Linked DNA regions of Mus musculus: region 1 is linked to region 2. A link is a contact called in public Hi-C data. All regions are on one chromosome and are shown on one strand. Each heading gives the region's core, a stretch centred on a gene start, on an enhancer-like site or on the middle of the called end of the contact. The rest is flanking DNA. Distances are from core to core; before and after follow the strand shown.

Region 1 (3,309 bases), core at 630-3,129, 280 kb after region 2:
GTTATTGCAAATCCCTGAGATAAAAACAGCTTTTTAGTGAAAAGCCTTATTTGGGCTCACAGTTCTGGAGGTGTTGAACTGTTGCTTTGGGATTGGGGAGCAAACATATCTGGGTAGAGTAATTGACCCAGGAAGCTAAAGAAGAGAGGAGAGGGGGGGGGAGAGAGAGAGAGAGAGATCGAGATCTCAACCCCTCTGAGACATGTCTCCAACAACCTACCTTCCTTCCACTTGGCCCTTCTACACCTCCCAATACCAACATAAGCTACCTTTCAACATATGGGCTTTGGGGGGGGGGCAATGAAAAACTTAAATATTGTAACTGTCAAAGGACTTCGAAGTAGAAAAACAACAACCTTTGCCACTTGCTACATTTGTAAAAAGCAAACAAGCAGATTTGTATTGAAGTGGGCTACCCTAAAACATTTTAGAATGCTGGAAATTTAATTATTTCCTTGACCTTTAGTCTGTGTGGCATTTCTTTAAATGCCCCCACAATTTGTACGTTCACACCTAGTCAAGCCAAATTCAGGGTAATTGGTGCCATGTTGTAAAATGTTAAGACTCCAGTCACAGGTTTTTTTGTTTTGTTTTTTATTATTACTATTTTAAAGACTATTTAATGAGGTGGTAGGATAGCTCATCAGGTTACGGCACTGCTTGCTCTTCCAGAGGACCCAGGTTTGATTTCTCCCACCCCCATGGCAACTAACAATTGAGACTCTAGTGCCAAGGCACACAGGCACTGTGTTCACCCTTTGTGTGTACATGCATACAGGCAAACAAAGAGACACACACAAATAAGTAAAATCTCAAAAAAAAAAAAAAAGTAAAGGCTATTTAACAACTATAACCGTGCAGAAAGGGAGCCAGGAAAAGATATCTTTGTGATTCCCCTCATCTCACACATTAAGTAATTTCACTTTCTCATATGCAGTCCCAGAGGGAGGCAGTGTGTATGACTCTGAGCGCATGTGTCACGGGTACTGTCATGGCAACGTTACAGGTTTTTAACCTGGTTTCGGTAGAATCTGTTGCGAGGGAAAGGAACCAGATAAACTAAATGATAATCCCCTTAGTTAAATGGACACCGAGCAGACGCTTTTAGAAAGGCCTGCTTCGGAGAAGGTGGGCCCCTCTCCTCCCAGCCTGCAGGACCAGTCCCAGTGTGAGCAATGGCAACAGCCAGGCCCAGCCCTGCTGTGAGCTTAGGCACGCAGGAGTGTAGCCCAGCAAAGATGGTGAAGAGTCTAGCTGAGGTGAAAAGCAAGCAGTTCCTGCAGCCTCCACACAGAGCCAGTATGCTCGGTGCTCTCTGCTGCCCCCCACCCCACCTTTGACCAAAATAAATAAATAAATAAATAAATAAAGCCCAGTAACTATGGCAACAGCAGCATCCCTCAAACCCAGATGGTGCTTCTGCATGCCCTGGTCCCTCCATCACCACAAGAAAGGTTCAGGGCTACCATGGTGTTCTTTGTCAGCTCTACTATGCACAACAACCAAAATAACAATTGGTTTTGTGTCCCGTGGGACCGAGGGGGGCGGGCAGGGGCATAGAAGCCATAGGGCAACTTCAAGTGTCATTTTTTTCCTCAGGCACAGTCTACCTTGCTTTGTCGTCGTTGTTTGTTTATTTGAGTGAGGGTCTCTCCACTGACCTTGGGCTCACCTCTTAGACTGGGCTGGCTGCCCATCAAACCCTCGGGATCCACCTATCCCTGCCTCCCTGTTGCTGGGATTATAAATGCATACCACTATTCTCGGCTTTTTCAGGTGGCGTCTGGGCGTCGAATGTGGGTCCCCATGCTTTTACAGTAGGTACTATATCCCCAGCCCAAAAGTGACAACCAGGAGAAAAAGAAACAAAGTCTTCGATTGCAGGGTGCAAGTTGCAAAGTTAAGTTGTCCCTGGATCCGCAGATCATCCTGTGGCCTGCTCCGCACGTGTGCACGCACACACACACACACACACACACACACACACACACACACACACCTTTTTCCATGCCGTTGAGCACGCCGTTCATATGCATGGGGTGGGGGGTGGGAGGGTGGGAGGCGCACTTTGCAGCGGAGCATGAGTGAGCAGGGTGTGGGGCTGCTGATAAGGGAAAGCCAGCTAAAGGATGTCTAAAAATAACCAGTTCCTGACCAGGATGGAGCAGGCAGAAGCATCACTCGTCAGCAGGACTGGTGTGAAGTCCTGTGCAGTGCGACCATTTCTGTCTTGTGTTATTAAAAAAAAATAATCTATTGATTACTGGGACTTCGGGCGATTCATTTTACGGAAGCTGCTTGTATTTAGAAAGTGCCCTATCTAGGAAATTACTCCCTAAGCTTTGGCCGGGGTTTCTAGCACCCTTCATGGGACCTCAGGACCCATCCTCCACCCTTCATCTGTCCTTGTTAGGTGAGGGAGGAAAGGCTCCTATTGGCTCAGTATTATTTTAGCAACAGAAGCTTCTCCTGCGACTATTTTTAGCATATCAGGTGTGCTCCGCCTGCCACGAACCTGGTGTATTTGAGTGTTTAATTCAGCGGCCTCTCTCATTTGAAAGGAAGCCTGTTCCAGCCCTCTGCCCACCATCGAGCCACTTTACAGCTGCTCATAAATTTCCAAACATGCAGAGATATCTTTAGCTGTGACTCCAGATACTTCCTGTTGGGCTTCAAGATGCAGCCCTACGGCGTGGGACACTAAATATACCCTCTTGGTCCAGCACCCAGTCACATCAACAGGATTTGGGTTTTGTTTTTGTTTTTAGCTAATGCTGAACAGTTTTTGTTTGTTTGTTTCAGTTAGATGAAGCAATTTTACTTTAGAGATTGAAGTCATTTCCCTTACCCTCAAGTTTTTCACACTTAACCTTCCATTTCCTCTTTAGACCCCAGAACTGACCAAAGGTCTGGTGTGGGCCCAGCGTATTTTAATGCCATATACATTTTAGACTGTACTGTTAAACAGATGGCCCAGCGATTGCCAGCTCTGAACAGCCACCTCATTCATTGCAAGCTGTTCTTTGGCTTTTCTGCATCCTTAGTCACAGGGAGACACCCCAAGATCGTCTTCTAGGACTTGAACTAAAAGAAAAATGTTCAGGCTCTCTCTAGGCCTTATCCTGTGGTAGGAGAAATCTCTCCCAGATTACAGTCATCCCTGATAAAGTCCTTGGATGCTCAGAGAAAGACCTGTCACCCCTGAATTTTCAGAGCAAGGCCAAACTCTCTGGTTTTTTGTTTTGTTTTGTTTTGTTTCTTGGTTTTTTTTTTGTTTTGTTTTGTTTTGTTTTTTTTCAGGACAGGGTT
Region 2 (3,590 bases), core at 1,078-3,577:
TGTGTGTAACCAGAATTGTTCAGACTGTTGCTGCATATTTCCTGGAGCCAGGACTCCTGTACGTGTGGATATTGTTACAGTCATTATGGGCATTTTTTAGCTAGGCTTCAGAAGACTGTAGCTTGCTTTTCTAATTAAACGGATTCTTTCTCCAAATGGGAGGGAGTCCCTGGTACCCAAAGAACTATACCAGACACAAGAAACACCATTTGAGTGACAGTCTCATCCTACAACCCATGGAAAAGCAGTTTCTGTGAATCCTGTTATCTAGCCCTAGAACTTTACTTCATGTTTTCCTCTGTGAAATTCAGTGGATAATCTGCCTCTCTCAGAATGATTCCGTTTATTTCCGAGAGGATTCACCTGCAGACAGTGTGGACTTTTAGCAACCTCTTATCTGTCCCTCTTGTGTTGGGTCTCTGCTAATAGTGGGCTGTATCCCTACAAAGGAGACTTGAGTGTCAGGTAGGTGCCAAGGCCAGCCTGTATGTGAGGGGCTTCAGGTGCCCTCATTGAACTGTTAACCTGGCGGGGGAGGGGTAGGAGAGGGCATGCAGCGGTGCCCCAGGAGTGGGGCAAATGGCTGCTTTGAAGAACCCAGCTAGAGAAGGATGTACAACTGTTCTTGAGCAGTAGGTGTCAGTATAGTCAGTGACTTCTTCAGCTCGGCACAGAAGGGGTTAACCGGGTCTGCTTTAGACAGTGCTGCCGGGTGTAGCCCATCTGTGCCCTCCACAGTACTGGTCTTTGTCTCAGGGCACCAGTTGACACCAGGGGAAGACCCATGTTGACTAACTACATTCCCCTCTAAGAAATAAAAGGAGGTACTTTGTCATCTGTGGTTTGGAGTCTAAGACCGGGTCTTGGATGTTGTGGGATGGATTGGGGTTTATTGGATATAGAAGTTAGGGGGTCTTTATAGAGCATGGTAGGGGGGTCTAGAACAGGGGGAAGGGGAGGTTATGTACTCTGAGGGGATATGAATGAGCTGGATGCTTTTCCTTATTATCACTGGCACAACGTCTGCTACAGGCAGGCAGGGAGACCTTCAGAGCTCATCCCAGCCTCCTCAAAATACCTCTTGAATCACAGAAGCAGCAAAGAGAAACCCAAAATCTCCCCCTACACACATACATACACACACCACATCACACACTACACACATACATACACACACCACATCACACACTACACACATACATACTCATACACACACCACACCACACCACACCACATCACACACTACACACATACATACACACACCACATCACACACTACACACATACATACTCATATACACACCACACCACACCACATCACACACTACACACATACATACACACACCACATCACACACTACACACATACATACTCATACACACACCACACCACACCACATCACACACTACACACATACATACACACACCACATCACACACTACACACATACATACTCATATACACACCACACCACACCACATCACACACTACACACATACATACACACACCACATCACACACTACACACATACATACTCATACACACACCACACCACACCACATCACACACTACACACATACATACATACACACACCACATCACACACTACACACATACATACTCATATACACACCACACCACACCACATCACACACTACACACATACATACTCATACACACACCACATCACACACACAGCCCAGGTCTTGTCTGTCTGTCTCTCTCTCTCTCTCACACACACACACACACACACAGCACAGCACACTTTACAGGATTGTCTTTCTCTTTTGCCATTTTCTACTCCAAAGGGCTAATTGTTGGCCACTATGATGGAATTTAGCACTTAGAAACAGCTACTGTGTTGATTAATTAAAAAAAAGAAAAGAAAAAGAAAAAAGAAAGAAAAAGAAAAGGAAGAAAGCCATGATTCCTACCTAGCCAATTGCCTTTTCAAGCACACCCAATTTTACTTGTCTTTTCTAGTAATACCCTAATGTGAGAATAAGACTGACTGAACTCACTGAGAGTTGTAGATTCACCCCTACCTCCCAGATAACCATCTTTCCATCCACCTCCCTTGCAGCACAGTAGAGTGTCCCTTAAAACAAAAACTATGTGTAGACCACCTAGGGTGATACAGACATGCTCATGGGACAGAGCTCGTGTCCGGTTTTTGCCTGGCTGGCTGTCTTTATCAGCCTGATGAAGCCTTGTTCTTGGGAGTACAATATGTTAAGCTAGATTGCTCTTTCTTCTCCCCTTCTGTCTCCCTTTTAAAGCATCGCACACTCCCTGGGCCAGGTGGCGTTGCTTCCTGCCTCCGCTGCTCGCTGCTCGCTGTTGCTAAGCGAGAGGCACCCGCTCGCACATGATGCTGAACCAATAGCGTCCTGACCCCCATTGGCTGGTAAAAGCCAAAGAAAGAGAATCCCACCGCGCCGCCTGTGACCGGTGGGTCCTCCTCCCCCTCCCACCTTTTCTCTTCCGACAGGAAGGGGCGGTGGCGGTGAGGGCGATGGGAGGAGGAAGGGGGAAGAAAGGATGGGGGAGGCGAATCCTACCACGTTCTGCCTTACTTGGGATAAATGCCATTTTTTTCTTCCTTTGTGAAGCAAAGGAACAGTGGCTTCCCCATGCAGATGCGCTTCTTCCCGTCCCGAAACTACCCCTGCTGTCAAAGCCCATAGTCGGAAAGAGCGGGTTGTTGACCTGCAGACCTGTGCTTTCTCTCTCTCTCTCTCTCTCTCTCTCTCTCTCTCTCTCTCTCTCTCTCTCTCTCTCTCTCTCTCTCTCTCTCTCTCGGAATAGGGCCAAGCAGTTAAGGTCCTCAGTTTTGGAGGCCCTGGGACCGTTCTGTCCTTTCTTCCTCCTCTTCACCCCTCTCCTTTCCTTTCTGTCTCACAATATCTTTTTTCCCAGAATGCAATTCATTGGAGTGTTAAAAATTAGCAGAGGGTGTTTTTACATCTTGTGAGGACACCGGCAGAACATTGGTGAGGGGGGGGGTGGTGGTGAAGGAAGCGGTATCCGTACAAAAGTCATTTTTAAAACTCCCCCATTAGGATTCTTAGTCCTTGGCAAATTCTAGTAAAGAACAAAATGGAAATGACAGGCGATCTTGACTGGCAAACTGCCAGTGTAGACAGCCAGTGGTAGGTTTGAGATTATATAGAGGAAATGACCTTTCTCCTATAATTACCTGGATATTTTGAGAAACATCGGACCCGAGTTACCTGGATAATTATAGCTTTGCAGATCTGACCTCGGGACAACACAGATTTCATGGAGAATGCTCTCTTTGGTGATGAAGGTGAGAGGCACCACTGCTTTTGCAGCCCAGGAACAAGACGCCCTCCTGTGTGCGCTGATAACTGCAAGTGTCCCCTGGCCTTTAGCAGACAGCATTAGGTTTCTTCTACCCTCTTCCTGGATTTGCCATTGGGGTGCACAGTCAAAAGGATGAAACCTGTTCCATTCCTCACTCGGGATCCCACAGAATAAAAGATCCTTCTCCCTCCCCATCTGCCTTTCCCAGCCTTTACACGGATTCTTGGTTTTTTTGTTTGAACCAGAGCTAAATGGCTTTTA

Evidence for each region. A called contact is a pair of places that touch in the nucleus more often than the background predicts.
Region 1: a Hi-C map of cortical neurons shows a contact between it and region 2, with 2.5 times the contacts expected there. The contact joins two enhancer-like sites. A contact is called at or near these places in 1 of 39 promoter capture datasets (cranial neural crest), 1 of 15 datasets of contacts at CTCF or cohesin (large pre-B cells), 5 of 484 Hi-C or Micro-C datasets (bone marrow-derived macrophages, cerebral cortex, cortical neurons and 2 more), 8 of 115 datasets of contacts at active chromatin or transcription factors (bone marrow-derived macrophages, craniofacial prominence, embryonic basal ganglia and 5 more) and 1 of 9 other capture datasets (embryonic tail).

The regions. Positions count from the first base shown.
Region 1 is chr3:51,727,386-51,730,694 of GRCm38.p6, reverse strand. All of the region lies in intron 2 of Maml3 (mastermind like transcriptional coactivator 3), which reads left to right. Among named protein-coding and RNA genes, the nearest start is that of Gm46803, 21 kb to the right of the region's middle. Within about 2 kb of position 1,879, at least 69 of the 459 cell types and tissues checked have an H3K27ac peak or open chromatin away from gene starts, as enhancers often do. A contact at or near this core is called in cortical neurons and granulocyte-monocyte progenitors, where this site is marked.
Region 2 is chr3:52,006,603-52,010,192 of GRCm38.p6, reverse strand. The region is part of intron 1 of Maml3 (mastermind like transcriptional coactivator 3); the gene reads left to right. Among named protein-coding and RNA genes, the nearest start is that of Maml3, 97 kb to the left of the region's middle. Within about 2 kb of position 2,327, at least 184 of the 459 cell types and tissues checked have an H3K27ac peak or open chromatin away from gene starts, as enhancers often do. A contact at or near this core is called in cortical neurons and granulocyte-monocyte progenitors, where this site is marked.